Linked DNA regions of Mus musculus: region 1 is linked to region 2. Evidence: chromatin contacts called from public HiChIP or PLAC-seq data. All regions are on one chromosome and are shown on one strand. Each heading gives the region's core, a stretch centred on a gene start, on an enhancer-like site or on the middle of the called end of the contact. The rest is flanking DNA. Distances are from core to core; before and after follow the strand shown. Region 1 has its middle 25 kb from the start of Gm30633. Region 2 overlaps Gm30370 (a long non-coding RNA gene).

Region 1 (7,197 bases), core at 4,596-7,095, 960 kb after region 2:
CCTGATGAAAGAGGATGAAGACAGGATGAGTGGGAGCCAGTTTCAGAGTGTGAGAGATACAACCTCAGACCCAGTCCCTTCCTCCTCCTTCCCTCCCTCGTGGCCTCCCCTCCTGCAGCTTCCCGAAGATGTTCGGAAACTTATTTTCCAGACACCAACAATAGTCATTTCTGAGAATTTTTTAGCACTACTTTTCTTTTTTTTTTTTCCCCAATCGATTGCATTTCTATAATTGCATTCTATACACATACATTTTAAAATAAAAATAACCTCTTTTGTGTTTTAAAGAAGAATGAAAGTTTGCATCAAACGTCAACAGTAACAAGAAAGTGATCCTATACATCTGAAATAAATCACACGAGTCTTTGTCTACAAGGCCGGTTCACACACGCTCCTGAACAGGACTCAGTGAAGAATGAATGGCTTGGTAAATAGCCACTCGGTTCCCAGTGAGAGCTCCCATCTGTGGTGAGAAGCTTGAGGCTCGCACTCACAGCAGGAGCATGGCTCCCCCATTTCCGGGCCATGAAACCCCAGTTGCTGACATTTTAACAGGACAGAGTTCATGCAAGTGTCAAGCAAGGAATCTATAGGATTCTGGGAAATTCTTCAGGGTACATCTGGCCTTTAGAATCTCAGCAGCAGGGGGTGGGGCATCATCATCATTCTTAGGTGCTTCCGGCCTCACATCCCCATCATTCCTTCTCATACCTAGAAGTTCTTCAGCTCAGCAGTTTCAGACGCTGCACAGCCCAGATCAAACTTCTGGCCCCCGTGGCGTTCCGATGCTGCCTTTACGAGACAACAGAGCCTCCTTAGAAGAAATAAATTAGAGGCCTTCAGGTCCTGTGGCCACAGGCAAGGTTTCTCCGGGTGAAACAGCTTGTAATTTCCACCCGGTGCTGGGCATGATCAATGAAACATTTCTGAGATTGATTTGATATGGCACCGGGGGAAATTCTCCCTCTCGACAGCCCATCCTTCCCAATGCCATCTAAGCATGATGGATGATATATGCCTTGACTGAGACTCACTGTGGGTGACATCATGAGCAACCTAAGCCCCCTCTGGGCACTGAGAAGGAAGGAGCAGGGAATGCCAGGTGTAAGGATGTTCCGGATTGTCACTGTCACTCCGATGACATCTTTCTCGGCGTTTCGGCATGTGCTCAGGCACGGAACTGTGAGGTGGAGTCACAAAGACTGCTCACCACCCTCTTCTATTTCTTTAGCATCACTTTCTAAAGCACAGTGATTCCCTGAACGCTATTAAATGTTGACTTGTGGGTACCACATCCCAGGTAGTGCCTTGACAACCGCTCTGTCCCCGGGACATATTTAGACAAAATTTGCACCAAGGGAGGATATCAAATTATAAGAATCCTGGTCTAGCTTTACTGAAGCATGGTTACCATAAACCCTCAAAGCTCTCCATTCAGGGAACTCGGGCTAGCAACATTTTGACACAGCAATTAGGATTGTCTTTATCACATTCTTCAGTGCATGTATGCTTTGCACTGCCATTACAGTTACCCGGCGACTTTTGAAAAGAGTGAACTTTTTAAGAATATGTAATCTCTTTTTTTCTTTTTGGCAGAATAGCTGGATTTGCCTTGTTCTGGGTGTCTGTGGGATGCAATATGCTAAGAGCATTTATCTCTGAAGTCTGCTGTAGCGAGTAAATAAAAAGTTCAAAGGCAAACCCTTACCACCATTGAGTGATGCTAGTGTCTTACCTGTGGTGGCAGGGCCTGGTGCTGTTTGTATTTTGATGCTAATTCCACTCTCCAGGGAGGGGTTGCAGACAAGGAGTGAGTCACGTACTCAGGTGACTTCTTGTGAACCAGTCCCCTAATGAATAAAGGAGCCAATCACTGGGCGAGTAGATGGTACTTCCGGGTTGGACAGAGGAAAAGAAGAAGGAGGATAGGGTTAGAGCCTTTTGGAATGGAGACAGCATAGGGGCAAGCTGCTAGAGTTTCCCAGTATCATGGTGGATCCATCAGGATTTGCCATGAGAGGAATCAGATTTAATAGGGCTTACAAGAAAAGGTTTTAGTTGTTGCACCCAGAGATTGAGTTACCAGTGTTTCTGAGCTAAATTTGTGTGGTGTTTTTCTTCTCGCAGCAATTTGACTGAGTTCCAGAGAGAAAGTTATAGCAGCAAAGCATGGGTTTGCCTGATGTGCACCACAAAGGCCGTGGGGGCTTTGAAGCATGGGACTGGCATGGTAGCAACCTCTCAATGGGACCTAGTGAGCTCAGTGGAGAGATTTTGGAGGTCTGAGTCAGAGTCTCCATGAGATAATAACAGGTCGGCCATTGCCCGCCAGTGCATGGTTGGCCAGCCCCATGGGGCAGAGTCCCAAGTGCAATAAGAAAGTGGGCTGAGAAAGCCAATAAACAGTGCTCCTCTGTGGTCTCTACTTCAGGTCCTGTCTCCAGGTTCCTGCCTCCACTTCATGCTCCATTGAGTTCCTGCCCTGACTTCCCTCAGTGATAGACTGTGAGGTAGAAGTGTAAGTTGAAATAAACTCTTTCCTTTCCACATTGCTTTTGGTTATGGTGGTTTATCACAGCAATAGAAACTCCCAAATTCTTCGTGATCCCAAATTCACAAAATTCAAAGCCCTACTTCCTGCTCACTAACAATGAACCAAAGGCAAGTTCCTCTATGTACTATCTTGTCTGACCACAAAATGTAGGAAATGGTTTTACCTTCCTCTCAGGGTCACCACCAAGGTCTATAAATGTCACTCATACATATAGGCAACTGATGTGCTGGTTGGGTTACTCAGAAGAACAGAACCTATAGAATGCATAAGTGATAATAAGGGAGGGTTTATTTGATGGTTCCCATGGTCTGGTCAGAGGCTGGACCTTTCCACAGTGCCACCTGTAAGCCAGGGAACCAGGGAACCCACTAGTTTTTCAGTCCCCAAAGCAAGCAACTTTAAACAAGGTATGGTGTGTGTGTGTGTGTGTGTGTGTGTGTGTGTGTGTATGTGAGAGAGAGAGAGAGAGAGAGAGAGAGAGAGAGAGAATCCAAGACAGAAGGTTGAAAGGTACCCAGAAAGATGGGGTGAAATCTGCATTCAAAGGCTGCAGAATCTAGAGTCTGCTGTAAGGAACCATGGCAACAAAAGATGTAGCCACTGTAGAAGAGATTCAAGAATAGAGGCAGCAGCACATGCCTATAATCCTTGTACAGGAGGGTTACGAGTTTAAGGCTAGCCTGGGCTATGGTGACAAGAACTGAAAACTCTGTTAAAAAATAACAAAGCAGTGCTATAAATATAGGGCGGGGATCAAGTACTTGCCTAGTATGTGCAAGGCCCTGAACCCAACCTGCAGCATATGTAAACAGGAACCTTGTCTCACCCCCAACACACACACACACATGCATGCCTCGACACACACACACACACACACACACACACACACACACGAACGCATGCACGCACGCACACACATGCACACATACTTTCATTCAGCTGAGCCTGAAGTTTACTGAATGGTGTTGCTTATGTTCAGAGATGGATTTCTCCAGCCAGTTCACTGACCTACATGTCAATCATCCATGGAAATACCCTCATAGACACACACAGAAGTGTTTTACCAACATCAAAGATTACCCATGTCCTACCTCTTGCTTGAGGCTGTGAGACAGGGCTGACTCCATGACAGGCTTCAAATTGGCAGTCCAGGAGAGTAGAGATAAGAATTGGACAAGTTCAGGCAAGCCCAGGCAAGTCAGTTACTAGAAAAAAAAAAACAAAAACAAAAAAGCAGACTTCAGGCATCTAGTCAGAAACTGCCCTGCCATCAGAAGATGTCCCACCACCTGGCCTGAGGCAAAAACTATGGGTCAGTAGCAGTTTCCAGACTTCCTCAGCAACAGTTTCCAGCCCCCACACCCCAGTAATTAAATGTCCCTAGAGATGGAGCAAGATAAAGGTCACCTACCCTGGAACCCCCTAACTGCTTTAAATCAGGCCTGTAAGCTCACTTGGTTGCATCTCTATCTTGGTAATGGGAGACCCCAGCATGCTGGACTTCTGCAGAATAAAACATTCTTTGTGTTTACATACTATGTGAGTCCTGGGTATCACTCTTCAGTGAATCATGGACCCTTACAGCTGATACTTCCCAGCAAAGTTAGAAACAAATGGTTCATTTCTTACAAGAGAAACCTCCCACCTCAGGACCTATTCTAGCACAAACAAGCTTTATCTTGTCTCATGAAACACTTCTTAACTAATACAGAGTTCCCCACTAGGGTGTTGGGAATAGCTGAACAAAATAGGGCTTCCATTTGAATAACCCAGCACAGTACAGAAACCTAATCAATGCATTCTGCAACTGTGCATTGTCCTCTTGGGTTGAAGGCCTGGGGCCACTTCCTTAAGAAGCCCTCACCCTTCCTACCCTTATGGGCCTTCATGCCAAAGCACTACTTTGTTCTCTCACCTACCCCCTCTCTACTTAAATAAAAATATCTCCAGGAGGCACCTCTAAGGGAAGGGCAGCCATGCAATTCCAGACACACAAGCTCTAGGTGAGCAAAGCTTTTACTGCCACTCAAAGTTAGCAGTGCCATCCTTGTTCTGTAATCCTCTGCACTGGCTAGCACTGCACATAGACTTCTGTGAGGTGTAACTACTTGGAACTGGACCTAGGGAAGAAAAGCAAGAGGCAAATACCCTACCCCTGATCCTTTTCTCCCTCCCCACAAAAACAAACCTTCCACATGCTTGAGTTCCTCACGAAGGAGCCTAGAATATGCGCTAACTCTTCCACCTCCAGGGTCATGGTACCTGAAAAAGCATCTCACTTCCTTCCAACCAGGCACTGTCTCTGGTGTATTGGTTTTCAAGTAGCCATACCTGTTATGAAATATAATGTAACAGATCTGGTTGGTGTAAGAGGGTTTATTTGGGGGAAGGGAGGAGGTGAAAACTGGAGAAGGGTTAGAGGCAGATGAGTAGATATGTGGACAGGCAGACAGACAGGAGCAGAGCCTTGAGAGCAGAGTCGGGGGGGGGGGGAACAGAGGACAACAGAAATGGGGAGAGGGAGACTGGCTGGGGACAACAGAGAGAGAGCTAGGGTAGCTAGCAGTCCACATCTGGCTCACTTGGCCTCAGCAGTGGCAGGTGATAAGGTAAGCAATTGCCAGGTCCCCAAGGGCAAGCCAGCAGAATCATGTGTATGCTAACAATACCCCAGAGCCAGTAACAGAAGGCCTGAAAATCGTTTTGTATATTAACTATCATGCAAACATTTGAGAAACTTAAGTGTCCTGGTAGATGCAGAGACATCTTCATTGTCGGGCTCTGTTGTTAATATAATCTGGCGTGTAACTCAGGAAATGTTTCTTAAGCATTTATTATCTGTGTAAGAGGCAAAAATAATTCACTTCTACTCTGAATTCTTAACCAGGACCTTCTGCAACAAAGGACCGATTGAAGTGGGGAAAAATAGAGAAAGAGAGAAGTTTGTCGACAGGATAGCTCACATGTACACAATACAGAAGAGTGGGGAGGGGGAGTATATAGACTAACATGTGAAGGAATCCATGAAAATCTGTGGGCCCTCCCCACCAAGGCTCACATTAACAGCACTCTGGTAGAAAGCCTGCATTGTACAGATCCAGACCAGTCCAGCCCAGCCCAGCCCAGCCCAGCCCAGCTCACCTCAGCCCAGCCCAGCTCACCTCAGCCCAGCCCAGCCCAGCCCAGCCCAGCCCAGCCCAGCCCAGCCCAGCCCAGCCCAGCCCAGCCCAGCCCAGCCCAGTGCAGTGCAGTGTCTGGTTGCTTCTTAACCTCTCCAGCCCAGTTCCTTTGTTTCTCTCACTATCCATATGCTTCAGGTCTAATTCTTGTTTCTGACAAGACCCTGGAAATCCCAGTGGGTGTCCTCCATACCCAATCCTTGCTTGTGACACTAGAAGATGAACAGAAAAAAAGAGAGATTTAAAAGAGGTGGCTTGAGAACCAAGTTTAGATATCTCCAGCTGAAGCCAAAGTGAAAGGAATTTAAGGTATTTAAAGTATTGCTCAAAGGGAGACAACAGGGGAAAGCTCAGAGATTAAGGGTCAGGTTGTTTCCTAGATTGAAACCCTGCACTAAATCCTTCTCCTCTTGTGATTCATAGTTTCTCTAATGCAGAAAAGACTCATTCCTTATATCCTTGAAAAAAGGAACTTCTGCTCTATCTTTTAACTTTCCCTGTCTTTGCTTTTATTAAAACAATCAGTTTTGAGCAGGGGTATGGCTGAATCATATATCGCTTAGCATGTCTAAGGATCTGAATTTAACTCCCAGCCTTCCAAAGCCATCTACCAAATATTCAAGTAGAGAAAGATAACTCAAAATAATTTCAATACACAGGAAAAATGGGTCGATAGGTAGAGCCTGAGTAGTTTCCGATGGGTGAGGGGCCCTGAAAATTCTACAGCCTACCAAGCCACCATGGCCAGTTCCTGTCTCAAGTTTGAAGAGTGAAATTCAAAGACAACAAGAGAACAAGCTTATACAAGAGATTGTTCTAGAACTGAAGAGAGAATATAGCTGTAGTGAGAGTTTGGGTTTCTTTAAAAACACAGTTATGTTACATGACTATGTTTTTGTTTGAATCCCAAGTGTGGGATAAGAAGCGGGGTCATAGAAGGTGATTATGATTTGCCTCATGCACTAGCGGGGGTGTGATATTTGCCAGGGGCAGAGAGTCTAATTCTGGGGATTCTGGAGAAGGTATAAGTGGGAGAGTCCTGAGAGGGGCTAGAGTGACTGCTGCTCCCTCTGCTGCTGTCCTATCTGCTGTCACCCAGCTGCTGCTGCTGGTTTGCTTTTGTATTTGTTATTGCTGGATTGCTGGTTTTCTGGATATTCTGGATATTCTGACTATAAACATTGTACTTTCCCCTAAGGAACCTAGTGTTTCTTATCAGCAGGAAGTAGCTTATAGAAGCCTATGCCCCCTTTCCCCTCTAACCTTCTTTCTCTCCTACCTAGTATTGGGAGGTTAGAAAGGATTGGCGCGGAGAAAGGGGAAGAGAGTTAAAGGTATAAGAACACAATAAAATGGCTTTAAAAATTGCACCAACACAGAGCTGCTATATAGCATGAGTGGTGCTTTAGAAATGGGATACCATTGAAACCAACAGACTAAATAGGAGATAAACACAGACACCCA
Region 2 (6,781 bases), core at 3,813-6,312:
GCATGCATTGCAGCTCTGGAATGACGTAGCACCGATACACTAAGCGGTTCTCAAAAGGAGCTGAACATCTGGGGACTTTTGAGCTCCTCATCCGTGCAGCCACTACTACTGTGACTAGCAATGATTTTCTGACAAAGATGGGCATGGTGGCACATGGTTGTAATCTCCAACACTTGAGAGTTCTAGGCCTGCTTTGGTAAGACAAGGAAGGAGGGAGGGAAGGAAGGCAGGAAGGGAAGAAGGAAGAAAGAAAGATATAGGGGAGGGAGAGAGGAAGCAAAGAAAGGAGGAAGAGCCGGCAGTTGGTGGCGCATGCACGGCTTTAATCCCAGCACTCGGGAGGCAGAGGCAGGCAGAGTTTTGAGTTTGAGGCCAGCCTGGTCTACAGAGTGAGTTCCGAGACAGCCAGGGCTACACAGAGAAACCCTGTTTCAAAAAACCAAAAAGAAAAAAAAAGAAAGAAAGAAAGAAAGAAGGAAGGAAAGAAAGAAGGAAAGAAAGAAAGAAAGAAAGAAAGAAAGAAAGAAAGAAAGAAAGAAAGAAAGAAAGAAAGAAAGAAGGAAAGAAAGAAGGAAAGAAAGAAGGAAAGAAAGGCAGAAGAGTTTTCTGGGCTTGGGTTTCAGATCCTTTATTCGTTAAATAAAGGGCTTTGGGCAAATTTCTTTGTTGTTATTGTTGTTGTTTTATTGGTTATTTTATTTATTTATATTTCATGTGTTATTTCTCTTCCCAGTTTCCCCTCTGCAAACCCCCTAATCCCATTCCTCCTCCCCCTGCTTCTATGAGGGGGGTACCAGGGACCCCACCCACCCACTCCTGCCTCACCGCCCTAGCATTCCCCTATGCTGGGGCATCGAACCTTCACAGGACCAAGGGCCTCCCCTCCTACTGATGCCAGATAAGGCCATCCTCTGCTATGCATATGCAGCTGGAGCCATGAGTCCCTTTGTGTGTACTCTTTGGTTGGTGGTTCATCCCTGAGAGCTCTGAGGGGTTTAGTTGGTTGATATTATTATTCTTCCTATGGGGTTGCAAACCCCTTCAGCTCCTTCAGTCCTTCCCCTAATTCCTCCATTGGGATTCCCCAGCCTCAGTCCAATATGAGCATCCACATCTATATTAACCAGGCTCTGGCAGAGCCTCTCTGGAGACAGCTATATCAGGCTCCTGATGTGGGCATCCCTGCAGTTTCTTCTAACTCACCGACCTCCTTGACTTGCTGAGAAGGTCATGTCAGACTTACAAAACCAATCCTGGAGGTATTTGACACAAGGCAGGCTCCAGGAAATCTCAAGGCAGAATCTGAAGCTCACTTGGGCTTGAGAGCAGGTGGTGACCTTGGAGAATGGACCTGTCTGGTGGACCCTGATTTCTGGGTCCTGCACACTGTGGCTTAATCTGGTACTAGCGGCACTTGATCCAGATGAGATTCTAAATATCCTTGAAAAGGTGGGGACTTTTCTTATTCTCAGAGAATATGCGCTGACACCGAAGCTCCAGCAGAAGTTTCCTTGGACCCCTGCTTGCTCTTCTGCTTCTGGGGTTTTCTCTTCTTTATAAGGGAACTGGGGGGGGGGTGAAGGAAGGAGATACAATCTGTGGTTGAGGTTTCTTAGAGAGCCTCAAGGAAGGTTACACAGACATTGAGTCAGAGCCGCAGCACAAAGGTAGACTGTATGGAAAGAAGAGATCTGGTCTCAGACCTACAGGTTTCCTGAAGATGCTCTTGGTGGGAGATATTGACAGCACTTGATAGGAGTGGGGTGTAGAAATAGGAGGTCTCAGATGAGCCCTGGGGTGTCTGGGACCCAGGGGCAAGTGTGTGTGGATAAAGAACAAGGCTGGAAATTCACACATGGCTTCCTTCTAGAGAAGCCAAGTTGGATCCCAAGGATGAATGTGCTTCCTTCTGTTCAGGATTTGGTGGCTTTGTGGGAAATCCTTATAAGCCTTTTTGGCTCCTGGTTCATACCTAGCCATGCTTCAGATATCTGAGTCACTGAACTCTGTTTCCTTCTCCATTCAAGGGACACATAGGTCCCACAGACTTCCCCCAGAAGGGATGAATACCTTTTGACTCCGCAGATAACCCAGATATTCTTTGCAACACCCAAGGTACGCTTTCCCCCATCTCTCCTCTCCTCGGTACAGGATCCAATCCAAATGGCAAAGGTGTTTGGTGTGGCAAGTTCTTACAAGATGAATTCCTGTAGTCTGGAAAAAACACATCTTCTAGTATAGCCCTGGGTATGGCAGGGATATGACCCTCAGGGTCTAGCATGGCCTCTCTGTGGCAGGCTACCCCTGGTAACACATGTACCATGCAGAGGAAGAGCAGGAGGGTGGAGGGGCCTGAGGTAAACCTACTTCAGGAGGGAGATCAGAGGCCTGGTCACCTCAACAACTTACTCTGTGACCTCAAGCAGGCTGTATATGTCTCTGAGCCAGCTTCAGCACTTTGGTGCTCCCCTGTCCAGATGTGGAACAGGTGGAAGACATTTGGAGACTTTTCTTCTTCTTTCTTTCTTTCTTTCTTTCTTTCTTTCTTTCTTTCTTTCTTTCTTTCTTTCTTTCTTTCTTTCTTTCTTCTTCTTCTTCTTCTTCTTCTTCTTCTTCTTCTTCTTCTTCTTCTCCTCCTCCTCCTCCTCCTCCTCCTCCTCCTCCTCCTCCTCCTCGTCCTCCTTCTCCTTCTCCTCCTCTTCTTCCTCCTCTTCCTCCTCCTCCTTTTTAATGGAGAGGGCATTAATAGTTCAATGACTAGATAGATGCCCAAGGGGGAGTGCAGGGAGTCCAAGAGAGCAGACTGGGGGTGGAGGGAGGCAAGAGAGAAGAATAGGTACATGAACAGGAAAGTGAGCCAGAGACTGAGAGAGAACATACAAACTTGTACCAACCTTGCACATAGTAGGAGCTCATTAAATATCTGTTGATTGATTGTTGGCCTGAGAGATTCTCCCCACTTCGCTTCTGTGTGGTCTGGAAGGAAGGTGGAATATACGATTCCACACGCACCATGGAGCGGACAATAGGGGCACTTATCCAGAAAATGAGAAGCCTAGATCTTTTGCAATATCCACCCAATGCTTAAAATGAAGGAGGATATTTAAGAAGCTGTGTAATTGAGCCTTAAGAGCCTCGAGTTATTCTCTGTGCCCTGGGTTGATTCTGTGCAGCCAATCTGTCTTCTTTTTCAAAAATTAGGACTTCCTCTTTTACCTTATTTACAAAAGTAGCCTATATAGTCATTGTAGGAACTATACAAAATGAAGAAAATGGAAGAAGAGCTCAGGGTCCAGAAGTAGTAAACACTTTAGGGGACTTCCCCCCATACCTTGGGGGACAGCTTTTCTTCTTTTCACGTTCTCCTCTCAGATTTCTTTCTGAGAATGTCCAAATCTCATGATATGCACATCTGTAGTACGCTTTCTCCAAACAGCACTTGTAAAATCATCTACTTATTCCTTTATTCATTCTGCAATGTTATTTATTGAGTTTCCTACATGCTAGAGCACTGTTTTATGGGATAGAGAAACAGCTAACTGTAATCTCTGGCCTTGGGAAGCTGTTTTGTGTTGGCAGTGTTGGAAGGTAGACTGAATAAGAGAGCCAACCTGTGGTACCTAAGGGAATCAGAAAATGTGGGAAGGAAAGCAAGAAAAGGTGTCTCCATGATGGAGAGGGGAGAGGCCTCGCCGAGTGGGGATGTCTGAGGGAAGCTGGGAGAGTTTCTTTCCCAAGATGCCCTGCTTTCTAGGTCAGATCTTTAAGGGTTTGGGATGACTTTCCCAGGACCACTAAAAACAAACAAACAAACAAACAAACAAACAAACAAACAAACAAACAGGGAGAAAGTCTTAAAAGTATCAATGCTGATTATGTAATGTCTCAGAAGAAAACACAGGGCTGGAAGCAGTGGGGTGCTTGCTTAGCATACATGAATGCTGTGAATGCGGGAGATCCTGGTTTCCCTGGTGCTGGGGGTGGAGTGGGTAGAAGAGGAGAGGGAGTAGGAGCAGAGAAGACCGAAGAGAGGAAAGGGTGGGGGGGGGGAAGAGGGAGGGAGGAAAGTTAGGTGCTAAAAGCCTAGGACTGTGAGCCTGGTTTTGTTTATAAGGTGCTAATTGTATCCATGGCAGAAGAGAAAGTCAAGGGTCAGTGGGCTCTGTATGGGAAAAGAGACACACAGCATGTCTTCATGGCCGTGCCTACCTGGTCACCCGCCTGTCTTCAGTTTTAACCTGGGAGCTATGGTAATTCATTTTTTTTTTTAAATGTCCAAGAAGTTAACTCTGTTTCTGGCATCAGCTCTCCTCTGTCCCCGGCCATCTTTGCCAATGACTGTAGCAATCACTAAACATTCGCTTTGTTTGGGGGGCTTTCCGGTTTTTTTCCGAACGGTTTTCTGTTAGGATGGTAAAGAGAATCTTTACTGTAGAGTAACCGTTCTTTTAACATCAGGTGTCAAGGTGTGAAGGGTCTCAGCCTACCCAGCCAAGTTTCCTCCTACAGGAAGAACCAGGACTAGAGAGGAGTGAAGAGATTGCCCAAGGGCATGCAGGTCCTTACACTTAGAAGCTGAACTCTTTTACCCAGCTGTGTTCTTCCATGAGGCAGGTGTCTTGCGGCCTCACATGTGACAGCATGTTCCCTCCTAGCAGCCACATGGATCTTTTTTTTTTTTCTTCCGTAAAACCACTAGATAATAAAAGCCACTAGAGCCCACCACTGGTGCCGGAGAGCTTGTGTTAAATACATGCTCTCTTTCTGCCCATTTTCTGAGTGGCAGCCCCTCCCCGCCTCTCAACCCCTGTGTCTCTGCCGCGGGAAGACTAATGGTTAGTGTCCATGTCAAGCGCAAGGGTCCAGGAGAAAGCCCGTCCCCTGGTCCCCAGCATCCAAGACGCTCGGAAGCATGGAGGATGGACTTTGTCTGGCCAGCTCCACTCTGCTCCGGAGTGGAAGAAAACCAGTCATTTGGCAAAAGTCAGCTCAGTTGTCACCATTGTTCTTAAAGAGGCTGGGCTGAATAGTGGGGCTAATGTATTCTATTATGCATACAGCTCTCACTGGGTGCTGGGGGGGAGGGCCGCATTCCTCCAGATCCCTCCCCCAACCCTACTCCAGCCCTGCACAGACCCCCTCTAGCACTAGAGAGGAGCCCTGAAAAAAACAGCCATGGGGCAGCACTGCTGGTGGGACCGTGAAGTGGGGACAAAAAGAGGAGCAGAGAGTGACCGAAGGCCTGGCAAGAGGGCCAGAGATGCCTGTGGGATGGAGACAAGTGGATGCTGGAGGTAGCTGGTGGCTTCTATGACATGGGACATGTGGCTCCTGCCTGGGCCCTGGACTTTTTTAATACCCCATTTCTTCAGAGGACAGTCAACAGTTACACAGCTGAGCCCACGAACCCCTTGTCTTCTGTTCCTAACCACCAGACACATGGCTCTTCCAGGAAGCCTGGGGGCAGGGACATAGCACATTTTTTTTCTAAGGCCAGTTATAACCAGACCAGGACAAACATGAAGGACAGAAGAAAAGGGCTTCGGGATGGGTGCCTGGCTTGTCACATCGGGCCTTAAGTGTAACGAATGAGGCCGTGAGAGCCATTGCCCCTATTCAGCTTTTCAAACCTAGGCTTGCACCCAGAACCTTCCTGGGTGGAAAACTATGCCCAAGGAGGAGGGAAAGCTGGAGGGTCCGGCTGGCTCCAGTGTCTTTCCTAACAGGACCCTGGGTTGGAAATGTGACTTTCCTGACCCCAGGCTGGATGAGCTCACTCCTTAGAGCTCGCACTTCTTTTCTGGACATCAGCACTATCTCATTTCTTGTCCTTTGTCCCCTCCCTTATTATCGGTGAATTTGCCCTTGGAGGTACCTGACTCTGTCTTATAAAGAACCAGAATGAAAACCTGCTCTTTAGAACAGTTTGGTGAGGAACAAACAAGCAACACAAATGTGTGCCTGTGGATGTGGGCATGTGGGCATGTGTGCAGTGTGTGTGCCTGTGTGTACGTGTGTATATGCCTGTGTGTGCACATATGTGTGTGCACATGCTTGTGTGTGTGCATGTGTCTATGTGCCTATGTGTGTGAATGCGTGTGTGCTTGTATGTGCACGTGTGCATGTGTGTATATGCATGTGCATGTATATGTGTGTATGTGCATGAGTGTCTGTGCATGTTATTGTATATCCATGTGTATGTATGTACCTGTGTATGTATATACATGTGTGCGTGTGCATGTGTATGTGTGTGCCTGTGCTTGTATGCATCTGTGTGCATATACATGTATGAATGTGTGAGTGTATGTGTGTGTGTGTGAGAGAGAGAGAGAGAGAGGAAGAGAGAGAGAGGAAGAGAGAGAGAGGAAGAGAGACAGAAAAAGAGAGAGAGGAAGAGAGAGAGAGAGAGAGAGAGAGAGAGAGAGAGAGAGGCACCCAATATCATCATCACAGGCATATACACAGTGACCTCATTTCCTTCCAGTAGGCCTATTTCCCAAAGGCTCTACTCTTTCTCAGTAGAGGCTGGTGACCAAGCATTTAGCACATAGGCTTTGGGGCATGTAAGATCCAAGCTGTGATGCTGACTGTGGTATCTCCTCGGGCTCAGCTTCCCATCTCTACCTGCCCTATGACATCATGTTGTGAGTTCTGTTTCCCTTCTTATCTCTGCATGCATCTCTCCTCCCCCTCACTGAGAGACCTTCTGGAGTCAGGGATCATGCAATCCATCTCCAGGTTCCCTCTTCTCCAGAGGATCCAGCTCACACCCTGGGGCACC

The links. HiChIP or PLAC-seq counts read pairs in DNA pulled down with a chosen protein or histone mark.
Region 1: a contact with region 2 is called in an H3K27ac HiChIP or PLAC-seq map of embryonic stem cells, with 3 times the contacts expected there. The contact joins two enhancer-like sites. A contact is called at or near these places in 3 of 115 datasets of contacts at active chromatin or transcription factors (astrocytes, embryonic stem cells and epiblast stem cells) and 1 of 9 other capture datasets (embryonic stem cells).

Annotation. Positions count from the first base shown.
Region 1 is chr8:24,353,501-24,360,697 of GRCm38.p6, forward strand. No RefSeq gene overlaps it. Among named protein-coding and RNA genes, the nearest start is that of Gm30633, 25 kb to the right of the region's middle. Within about 2 kb of position 5,846, at least 37 of the 459 cell types and tissues checked have an H3K27ac peak or open chromatin away from gene starts, as enhancers often do. A contact at or near this core is called in embryonic stem cells, where this site is marked.
Region 2 is chr8:23,394,534-23,401,314 of GRCm38.p6, forward strand. All of the region lies in intron 1 of Gm30370 (a long non-coding RNA gene), which reads right to left. Among named protein-coding and RNA genes, the nearest start is that of Gm30370, 6.4 kb to the right of the region's middle. Within about 2 kb of position 5,063, at least 20 of the 459 cell types and tissues checked have an H3K27ac peak or open chromatin away from gene starts, as enhancers often do. A contact at or near this core is called in embryonic stem cells, where this site is marked.